2 separate regions of the Danio rerio genome follow, and region 1 is linked to region 2. Evidence: chromatin contacts called from public Micro-C data. All regions are on one chromosome and are shown on one strand. The core of a region is the stretch at or near the end of the contact, and the rest is flanking DNA. Distances in the headings are between cores, read along the strand shown. Region 1 overlaps trim54 (tripartite motif containing 54). Region 2 overlaps mpv17 (mitochondrial inner membrane protein MPV17).

Evidence for each region. Hi-C and Micro-C count contacts between places; a contact is called where the count stands out from the background.
Region 1: a Micro-C map of caudal fin shows a contact between it and region 2, with 2.8 times the contacts expected there. The contact joins two enhancer-like sites. A contact is called at or near these places in 5 of 18 Hi-C or Micro-C datasets (caudal fin, embryo, hematopoietic stem cells and 1 more).

Annotation. Positions count from the first base shown.
Region 1 is chr20:42,030,236-42,036,338 of GRCz12tu, forward strand. trim54 (tripartite motif containing 54) reads right to left here. Exons shown (of 9, transcript NM_001045025.2): 2 at 4,086-4,258. Among named protein-coding and RNA genes, the nearest start is that of trim54, 5.7 kb to the right of the region's middle. Within about 2 kb of position 4,141, at least 7 of the 62 cell types and tissues checked have an H3K27ac peak or open chromatin away from gene starts, as enhancers often do.
Region 2 is chr20:41,961,068-41,966,913 of GRCz12tu, forward strand. All of the region lies in intron 2 of mpv17 (mitochondrial inner membrane protein MPV17), which reads left to right. Among named protein-coding and RNA genes, the nearest start is that of mpv17, 12 kb to the left of the region's middle. Within about 2 kb of position 3,459, at least 4 of the 62 cell types and tissues checked have an H3K27ac peak or open chromatin away from gene starts, as enhancers often do.

The DNA of each region.
Region 1 (6,103 bases), core at 2,891-5,390, 70 kb after region 2:
CATGAATAAATTGTGTGGAACCCTACATTTTTTACAGTGAATAAAGATCAAGGTCCCATTATGCAATTTAAAAAGCATAAATAAACAATGTCAATCACAAAATATGGAAAACTGCTAATTTACAGATATTTTTAAGTGTATAAATAATATTATTATATTTTTAAAAATACATTTAAAGTAAAATAAATGTACAAATGTTTGTTTTTTTTAATAAATAAAAAGTGTTTTGATCATTTCTGACATACAGCGACATGGCATGTTATCACACAATTTTACAATTTTGCTATTTCGATGAAATGAAATTAAGCCTCTTTCACATACCAAGCATACATTTGATCTAAAATACAGCATAAAATACTTTTATAATGGGAAATATCTTTTTAAAATCTTAAAATATCTTAAAATACTATTCATTCCTGCCACACTTGATCCTTCAAAAGTCGTTATACTGTTTTGATGCTGAAAAAAATATGAAATAGTAACAACATTGTTAAAAGCAGTAGAAAGTAAAACCTGACGGACACAGTATACATTCCTTTTGATTGTTTTAATTACATAATATATTTCAAAAAATACCAAATCAATAGGCTATATAGAACAATTGGCAAAGTAATGAAAAAAATATTACCTATACGGTTGAAGTCAGAATTATTAGCACCCTGAATTATTAGCCCCCGTCTATTTTTCCCCAATTTCTATTTAAATTAGAGATTTTTTTTTCACCACATTTCTAAACATAATAGGTTTAATAACTAATTTCTAATATTGATGACAGTAAATAATATTTGACTAGATATTTTTCAGGAAACTTCTTTACAGCTTAAAGTAACATTTAAAGGCCCAACAAGGTTAATTAGCTTAACTAGTAGGCAGATTAGGGTAATAAGGCAAGTTATTGTTTAATGGTGATTTGTTCTGTAGAATATCGAAAAAATATATAGCTTAAATGGGCTAATTATTTTGACCTTAAAATGGTTCATTAAAATTTTTAAACTGCTTTTATTCTAGCCGAAATAATTTAGCGCCACAAAATGTCCAATATATTGTGAGATGGACATTCTAGAAATATAAACTATGTATTTCATAAACTTGGATGTCTAATATAACTTTTTACTTGATCCAAAACGTATTTGTTTCAAGTAACGTTAGCAAAGATTCCGTGTTCAATTTCATGTTCTCTGCCTCATTTCTAGCCAAATAAAATCTCAAATTAATTTGAGGAATCCAACTTTTTCTAAAATACATTCTTAGTACACTTCCGTATAGCACTCGATGCTGCTTCTCAAACTGGTGCGTAATGATAAACCATACAAAACAAGCAACATTTCTTTGTGACATCTGAAGTACAATTTGACTTCCCCTGAGGCGAAACACCAAGTTGAGAGCAAAACTTTGATAGACATTTAAGACAGGTGCTGCGTTTAAAAGTGATTGATGCAACTACTATGATATTCTGTCCTAAAATGAGCACATCACTCACACAGACCTTTTCAAAAAGCCTCTGTCTTAATCTGTCTTGTCTAGCGAAAAGAGCTGGTTTGTATGTGTGGTGTATTGGCAGTCAGTGTGATCAAAACGGAGACTCTGTTTATGAAAGACTGCCATCCAGTGGGTGTCTAGCGATAGAGCGGTCATGTTTACAGTCTGTAAAATGAATATATGGTTTACATATCTATATAAATATAATAATTTCGTTTTTTTAATTTATTTTGTAAAAATACCATGATAAAGTCATGTTAACTAGGTCAACATTTATTTTAGTTATACAAAGCTTACATAATGTTATAGGGGAGAGGGGGATGAAAGTAACATTTTTAATAAAAACTTATTTTTGAAAGATAATGTTCTTAACAGAAATATAGTTTTGCTGTGGTTACTAACAAGAGTGGTCTATCAAAATCACGTGTTATCAATAAAGAACAACACCAATATCACTTCCCTTGAAACAAAAATTGCACATTGTTACTTTTGACCCCATCAGCAGGGACGAATTTAACACACAGGTGGGTCAAAGTAACACAAGTGCTAGATTCACTGGCCTAATCTTGTTTAATTTAAATATATCTGACGTAGAACTTGTTAATGTTTATTGCAAACGTATTTTGTCCTTTAATTTTGCTAAATAAATAACATTAAACGCAATTTTTATTTTAAATGTCACTTCCATCAAATGTTTCAAAAGCAATCCAACAATGGTAAAAAAAAAATGTTTTATCATTATTTGGTCAAGCTAATCATCTAAAAAATTAGTGTTTTTGGTAATCTTTAATGAAAGTCTGATCATGTGTTTCAGTTTTTGGAGTGACGGTCCTTTTGTTGACGTGAATCTGAGGGCTTTTATAGCAACTGTGTTTATCATTTTGTTAATAGCATCTCTTACTTAGTCAAGTACCTTTTTTGTGTTCTATACTTTGCCTTAGTTTGCTATGAGGGAACGATGCAACAAATAAAACCCCCGCTCCCTACGTAGCGAAATAAATCTTAAATCCTTAATACTATATTTTTAGTCAGTTTGACTTATGCAAATTGAGATGACTAAAATAGTTTGTTTAAATTAAAATAAAATAAAGCAGCAAGAATGTTTTATAGTGTAACTATTGCTATCAAATCATAAATGATCAAGCTAAAGGATAAATTTTATGATTATGTAATAGACAAGTTCTTGACAGCTCTAGAATAAGTTCTTGAAATAATGGAAATAGTAAAAAAAAATGCATTTACTTCCACAGTGTCAGGAATTCTGAGTGACAATACAGCATTACACAAGGCAAACTACAACTGGAAGTAAATGTTCCATAAAAAATGTCTATATTATCTATATTGTGTTATTTCTTTATTTCTATTTTTAAACAGGAAAATATTGAAAGGTTACTGGGCCTAACTTAACAAGAATGTTGGCTTTTAGCAGAACATAGAAACACACAGACATTAGGATTTCATCCAACAACACATGATACTAGTACAACTAATAACCAAACATACTAAATTTAGGGAACCAGGCTACTGTCTCATTGACAACAGTAATAGTTGACCATCAGATGATGAGCATGGGATTAATAATAATAATAATAATGAAATGTTATGTCACCAACAAAGGCTAAAGTCATGAGAAAACATTTCATTAAAAGTAAATACAAGACCAGAAACAAATAAACACAAGATAAATTAGATACGATTTTAAAACTGAATACATGATAACAATTGTAACACTTTTCCTGATAAAACTTTGCTGAATTTCCTTTTATAGTAAGTTAAAAGTAAAAGTGGGTCAGTCTAATAAAAGGTTTTACAGTAAGAGCAATTTTGTCGTTTTACATTTAAAATTCTTTAAACTAAACACTTTAATTCTAAAATTGCTTAATATTTGATATAAAATAAGTTAGTTATAATCATTTAAATAAAATTATTAAGTGTCCACATCAAATTAAAATTTCAGAAGTGCTTTTATATACATACGAAGCATATTAAATGGCGGAAAATGGTTTAAAAGCATGGAGAAAATGTCCCATCATCAATCAGAATGTGCCTTTGAAACAACCTCTTTTAGGTACCGGCTTTTTACCAAAGACACTAAGACCATGTACATTATGTATTCATAATAAACAAAGCGTTTGTTACAAAAGGCTTCAAAGTCTATCAGTCTTATTATACCCAATTACGCATATTTTTCACAGGAGGTCTCATGACACATTGTTTATTGCCACAGGGATAAAGCGTCCTAGTTATATTTAGTCTGGTTTGGCAAACGATTGCTACAGTCACCAGAGCCTCAGGTCCCATGTCTTTGTTTGTGTTTACTTGACGTGGCAGAAAATCTCCCACATAAGAGTAAATCACATATATGTGTCACTACACCGGGTTTCAGCTTCATTGATGAAACAGAAGAAGTGTCAGGTACTGTAGTGTTGTGTCACAAGAGTGTTGTGTCACAACAGCTTGGGGCGTTGCTGGATCTCTATACAGAACACGGCTTTGAAGTATGAACAGCAAATAGACTTAATTAATGTAAGTGCTTCGAGAAGAGAAATGTTTATCCTTGGTGGAACTTGGAACTGGTTCACAGGCTAGCCCAACACAAGACTGACCTGGTGGATTCTGATTTGTAGATATCTATGATATTCTCCACTAGCAGATTTCTCTGAAGGCCGTAGACACCATGCCGATCCAAAACCACCTCATGGCGACATGATGGGCAGCGGAAACGCCCCCCTGTGGACACAGTGGTTGAGGCCCGGTTTTGCCAAAGAGGGTTGGAGGCCTGGAGCAATGAAAGACAAAAAAAGGGGTGCCATTAAAAGCAAACAACTTGATGGAATAGCATTTCACAGACATTAAACATTTAATGCACTGAAAAAAGTGCTGAATCTACCTTGTCTTTCATTTGAAGTACGTTTTTATATTTGATTAAGTGAAAAATTATGGATTCTGATTTTAAAGCAAAAAAGTTACCTTATTTATTATAGTAACTCTAAATACACTCTATATAACAATCTAATTCATGTTTACTTAACTCGCCAGGTCATGTTTTGCCATCTGCCATTACTTGATTCAAATGTGAAGAAAGTCTGTGGCCAAAGTAAATTTTATTTAGACAAGAGAAGCATTCCCATATTATATAAGAAAGCATCAGGGCGTTATGGTGGCACAGTGGGTTGCACGATCACCTCACAGCAAGAAGGTCGCTGGTTCAAGCCCCGGCTGGATCAGTTGGCATTTCTGTGTGGAGTTTGTATGTCCCCCTCAAGTCCAAAGACATGCTCTATAGGTGAATTGGGTAGGCTAAATTGTTTGTAGTGTACTATGTGTGTGAATGGGAGTGTATGGGTGTTTCCCAGTGATGGGTTGCTGCTGGAAGGGCATCCGCTGTGTAAAACATATGCTGGGTAAGTTGGTGGTTCATTCCGCTGTGGTGACCCCAAATTAATAATAAAGGGACTAAGCCGAGATGTAAATGAATGAATGAATGAATGAGAAAGCATTCGCGATGGCAACATATCTTTTTTAAAACATGTTTGTAATACTGCCAGGTCGAGGCTTTAACAACAGTAACGTTAGTCTATTAGTTACTCTGACAAAGATATCTTCAGGTACTGCTTATGTGCCCTCAATAAATACATTTAGCTGAAACAAATTACAGTAATTTTTTAAAGTTACTTTGACCATACAGAAATCTTTTAAATTCATGTTTTTAATAGGAAGCTATATAATATTATATTTGTGCATATACATTAGATTAGTCAGTACTGAAGCCAAATCTGGAGCTTGTCTGACAAAATAACATATATGATAACGATCCAAAAACTAGTACACCCAAATTTTTATTATAGAAAAATATTAAATACAAAATTTTTAAAAAGGAAAAAAACAAGAGAAGCAAAATGATTAAATAAATAAGTAAAAAAAATTGTTGAAACTTTGTAGGTTGTATTTTTATTTATTTATTTATTTTTGTATATTTTGCTTGATTTTTTATTGTATTATCTTTCGATTTCTAAATATGTGTGGTGACTAAAATATTATTTTAATAATTATATCTGTTTTTCATGCACCGAAATACATTGCCTATATCCACTGAGAAATTAATAAAATATTCATTTCAATCTCATTCATACATTTCAGTTTGATTTGCTCATCCACCAATGAGGGGTAGGGACAGGAGTGGAGTTTGAAGGCACATCTCCTTTAAAAAAAAAAAAAAATCTACATTTACATATCAGTGAATGAGTATGAATAGTTACTTTTCTGACAATATACATAGTTATGTTTACTCGTGATATCGGGCTGAATATTTGAGGAGGATTTACTGAAAATGTCTGTGTGAAATGTGCTAATGATTAAGAGTCTAAACATATAGAGGCAAACTAATTTACATGACTCCTGATAATACCAAGGTCTTATGAATATTTTTACCTTTAATCCACATCTGTAAATGGCCTACAGCGTATTTACAACAGTCTGGAGTATATATAATGATGAATTGTCTAGGACTGCTTTTAATTAACATGTTTTCAATAATCTGTTTTGATCTTTTACTGTTGTTCCCTTTAATAAATGAGGTTTGTAGGCAAAGCACTTTAAAAAAGTAACTTTTAAAGGAGCTTTG
Region 2 (5,846 bases), core at 2,209-4,708:
CACACCTGCCTGGATGTTTCAAGTACCAAGTAAGACCTTGATTATCTTGTTCAGGTGTGTTTGATTAGGGTTGCAGCTAAAATCTGCAGGGCACCGGCCCTCCTGGAACAAGTTTGGTGACCCCTGATTTAGAACAATAAGACAATTATTTAATATTTTTTTAGAAATATTTTTCTGCAAGCTGCGATTACTTTTCTCACGATTATTTCAAGAATAGTACAGCATTTAAAAAAAAAATTATTTGAATAGTTTATATAAAAATACAAATTTTTACAGTCATTTTTAATCAGTTTAGTGCATTTAACAACTATTAATGACCTCAAACAGTACATCATCTTATGTAATCCATAATCACAATAATAGCATTAAAAACTCTTGCATCATTACACTAGATTAGGTTAAACGTTTTATAAAAGTTTATTTCACTGGAGATGCAAAGCTATTTGCATCCTAATTGAATACCCTGTTAAGCACACTTGACAGAACATTACAGGCTTATAGGAATGCTTTACTTTTGCATGTTTTGTGACTAGCAGTGCATAATTGACACACCTCTGCTTTAACAATCACGCTTGGTTGATGTGACAAATGGATTTATTTATAACAGCTACCAATGCGAAGAGGAAGAGATTAATGAGCGAATGAATAAATGAATGAATGGAGGGGGATGAAGGCGCTACATTTCCGTTTTCAAGTCATTAGCGATGCATTAACCCCCATAATCTGAGCTAAATGTAGAAAAAAATCAATGTCATCCGATGAGGGCAAATCTGAGCGAACAGGGGGCTTGAATGTGTTTACCATAGCCCAGGTAAGCCCTGTCACTGCGCTCTCATCAGCTAAATGGGGAAGGGTTGCCTGCTGGTCTCTGCGGAGAACGTGCGGGATACGGATAGATCCCTGCCAAATTGATCACAGATAATTTCACTAAGCAGAAGATGCGTCAGTCAGGGCCCGCTGCTCCCTGGAGACTCGCGCTCAAGGACAGACGCTGAGAAGTGTTGTGCTGACATAAGCATATTTATAGAGGCATTTAGCATAGATGAGCGCCATACAACAGTTGGCAGGAGCTCCAGGGCAGATTGCACCTGAGCGTGTGGTAAATTGGGTTTTATTTGGCACTGCAGAATGACAAACGCGACCGTGTTTATTGTTAGATGGGGTCGGCGTCTTTGTTATAGGGTTTAAAAATCTGACATTGCGATATTTTGTTTTTCTGCTATATATATTGCAATGTGAATACTATTTCACTTGAATTAAATCGCTTTACTTGGAAAGAATTCAATCATTTAGATTGATTAGGGTGTTAGAAATATAGGGTGTCTCAGAAATATAGGTTGCAGTCACCAGGGCAGTTAATGGTACATCAAATCTACATATTAGTACTCAAATGTATCTAAAATGTAAATTGGAGGTACCATTATAGACCCTTTAGGTACAAGTGTGTTACTTTTGAAAAGGTTATGCCCCAGTGACAGCTCCAATACCTTCATTTCTGAGAGTAATACATCTAAATACATCATAATAGATTACAAGCATATATAAATTCAACAGACAAAGGCAAATGTTAAACAAACAGTGCATTATGATCTTCTTGTAAGTCTTGACAGTTTTCAGGGACAGAAACTATAAAAAGCTTATGTAAAATTGCATGTTCTTTAAATCATACAAACAAATTGATCAAATTGAATTATTATTTTATTATTTTTTTTACAAATTTTAAAAACACTTTTATTCCTGCCAAACTAAAGGAATAAGACTTTCCCATGAAGAAAGAAACAATATGGTTTCCTTTCTAACATACAATAAAATATTTATATATATATAGACATTCATTGTTAAAAACACGTATGATGGATACGGTATGTTGATACCGTTTTATGTTAGTTCCATGTTTTCTTTAAGGATGAAAGTACATGAAGAGTTCAGATGCAAAACCCTCTAAATCCATTAGACCTCTTTTCTTGAAAATGAGCATTTTCTATCAGGCTCCTATAATTAGGTATAGAAGTTTTATTTAATAGATAATGATAGGGTTATTAGCTAGTAAATAAAATTTAGTTTTAAAGTGTTTTTTTAAATGTCACTTTAGACTATTCTTTGGTGTTAAAAAAAGGTAAATTTTCTCTTGCGTCAAAACAAGCTAAATCCACTCGTGCTTTTTTTTTGCAAAAACCTCTAAATCCAGCTATTGGGACAAAAATGTGTAATTAGTTGAAAATCACTAAAGATGCAATTAGAAATAATTTTACCAAACATAAAACGCATTACACAAGCCACCTAAAATTAATAATATACAAATCTGTCAAGTAGGTGGTGGTTCATTCCGCTGTGATAAACCAGGGAAAAAGCAGAAGGAAAATGAATTAATGAAATCTGTCAAGTAAGTGCATTAATCAATAACATTAAAATGGACATTAATTAAATCTGAACAATCTGTTGTCATTTCTGATATTTGGGATTTAGATTTAATGTAAGTAGAGCAATGTAAACATTACAAACTAAGCTTGGTAGATTCAAATAATGTACAAACATTGTCAAACATCAATATCTGTGCATTGTCCATTAATAAAAACAGCTTATCAGACATATGTGAATTATGAAGTAATATAAATAATGTATAGTTTTATATAGTATATTTTTCTTTTAAAAAATAGATTAAATTAGCAAAGAAAACAAGGTAGGCCTACTGGTCAAAAAGGGAATGCCTCTCAGGGAATTATAGAAGCTGTCATTCATTCATTCATTCATTCATTCTCACCATACTTAAGGTCTTAGTCTCGTTTATCCTTATAGCATCCCCGTTGGATAAAAGAACGGCATCTTAACTTCATCTTTCGTGAAATAGAGTTGCAGTTCATTGCATAGTAAATCGGACTCATTCAAAGTAGGGTCAATGCGCAAAAAAAAGGTTATAAATGCATGTTACACTTCCGGCTGCACATTGTGTTTTCTTTTTCTTATAATGGACAGAGTTTTCAGGGTAAGGGAAATTTTCATTTGCCATTCACTGACAGTCGGACAGGCTCATCCAGTTCACACTCCGTCTTTTAAAATCGACATCAAAAGGGGAATAAAGCATTCATCATTAAAGCCGGCGAATCTACACGCTGCTACATTAAACGCATATGATTTGATTCGCTCCTTCTGATTGGTTCTCGATATATATCGGCTTTTGCTGTCAAAGGCAAGTAGCGTTTATCAGTTTTTGCCAACAAACTGTTATTTCTTAATGAGCTGACGCTGGGATTTGGATAATTTGAAGAAAATCTATTTGTTGATGGTATACTAAGTGCCTAAAGCATACACTCAATGTCATTATCTTTTTTGGCGGAAGTGACGTTTAGCGGCTTTTGCATCTGAACTCTTCATATGTCTCCCCCAGAACACAGAGTTTACTCTTCCTTGCTTCTCAACATGTTAGCGTCAAGTTAAACTAAGAAGTGGAAAACACTTGAAGTGTTTATTATCACCTCACGACATGCACTTATCTCTCACTCCGCCTCTGGTCTGCTGCTGCCTACCGTGATCAATAAAGCTGCTGCTGTTTTTTTTTTTTTTAAAGATGACCCAGTAAAAGCATGGTGGCTCATTCCAACCTGCTATACTAGATTATTAGTCTTTCCTTGACATTTTATGAAAAGGTTAGGTCACTTAAAGGGGGCTACGTGGCCTCGCCGGGTTCTGTCGTTAAGCAGAATGTCCTTTGTAAACCATGATATTTGGGCAAGTGTGAGGAAGCAGCTGTCCTCTAAATTTAAAAGCAGTTGCATTTTTTTATGATTGTTTTTAGCTCAGTTTCTTCTTCCTGACAGCTCTGTGTTTGGATACAGAAGCTTTTTTTAAGGATCCTGCAATTTAGGCAGTCAAGATGAAATGTAATGAATGACAAACACTGCCTGTGTTTAGAGAGGGTGTTGATGCAGAAACATTGCTGTCACAGCTTGACTTTATATAGCTTTTTCATTAGCATACACAATAGAGAAACCAACATTAGCTGATGTGATGTTTGATGTTGTAGACCTGAGTCTGGGTGAATATAAATAAAAGTAACTATGTACAGTTGAAGACAAAACTAAATGCTGATTTTTCACCTTTTTGAGTGTGACATATTTGCGACCCTGCCTACTACAGCGTGGGGGAATCGGAAGGTTCGAAAGCAGTATATCTACCTACCTATCTATCTGTCTGTTTGTCCGTCCGTCCGTCCGTCTGTCCGCCCGTCTATCCATCCATCTTTCTATCATTCTGTCTGTCTGTCTGTCCGTCCTTCCATCTATCTATCTATCTATCTATCTATCTATCTATCTATCTATCTATCTATCTATCTATCTATCTATCTATCTATCTATCTATATCTATCCTTCCATCCATCCATCCATCCATCCATCCGTCTAATTTTGTATTATCTATCCTTCTGTCTATTGTTCTCTAATGGTCTTCTTATTGAGCTATCCTTCTATCCATCCATCCATCCGTCTGTCTGTCTGTCTGTCTGTCTATCCATCCATCCATCCATCCATCCATCCATCCATCATTCTGTCTAGTTTTGTTTTATCTATCCTTCTGTCTATTGTTCTCTATTGGTCTTCTTATTGAGCTATCCTTCTATCCATTCATCCATCCATTGTTCTATCATTATGTCTGTCTGTCTGTCTTTATCTATCTATCTGTTCCATCTATCCATCCATCCATCCATCAATCCATCCATCGTTCTATCATTCCATCTTTCCATTATCGTTCTATCTATTGTTCTATATATTTATGTTTTTGTTCTATCATTCCATCCGTCCCTCCATCCATCCATCGTTCTATCATTCTGTCTGTCTATCTATCCATCTATCCATTTATCCATCCATTTATCCATGCATTCATCGTTCTATTGTTCTATCTATTATTCCATCTTTCCATCCATCTATCATTCTAAAAAATTCTAGTCAACATCCATTTATCCATGCATTCATCGTTCTATTGTTCTATCTATTATTCCATCTTTCCATCCATCTATCATTCTAAAAAATTCTAGTCAAAATACACACAAAAAATATTATTATTTAAAAACATTATTATATTATTTTATTAAGGTAAATTATTATGGACCTCTCTGGTTTTCTCAGGAGCAGAAGTCGTCATAGTTGGGTAAACTTGAATGGGAGAGTACAAGTAATATATTTTTTACAATCCTATTTGCTGAAATAATAACAGAAAAACTTGATGATGGTGTAATCAATACTTTCAGAAAAAAAAATTTGTGCGAGACTGATGACAACAGCCAGAGGAGAGAATAACACCAAATTTACTGTCCTGCACATTGACACTGCATTACAAATTCATCAAATAAGCAGTAATTAGTTTTTTGATGCTAAGATGATATAATACATACATAAATACAGATAAATGTTCATATGTTTTTCAAAAATCTAAATATTAAAAAATTTCAAGGATTGAAGATGTTGATGACCGTTAAACGTGTCATAACAGTCTTGTGAGAAGGCTCCATAATTATTATTTTTGATCTCGAGAACCATTGTCTTGCAAATTCCTGGAGGGACCTTATTGGTCACTTGTGTTTTACCGTTCTATGAACTCAGTGGTATTTCTGACGAAAGAGATCATCTCAAAGCGGTGTTAGTCTCACAAACCCACTGATGGTACCATCAGTCCAGTGCCAGTGTACACTTAGTCATGGCATAACACTGAGTCACTGTGTCTGTGTTTGTGGCGAAACACTCGGCCGCTGCTCATCAGTTGCTGTAGTTTGTAAAAGCGACCGGAGAGTCCTGCATGTTGTTTCTCTAACAGATCAAAAAAGGCTGTGCTTGTGCGGGGTTGAGTGAGAGCGTGAC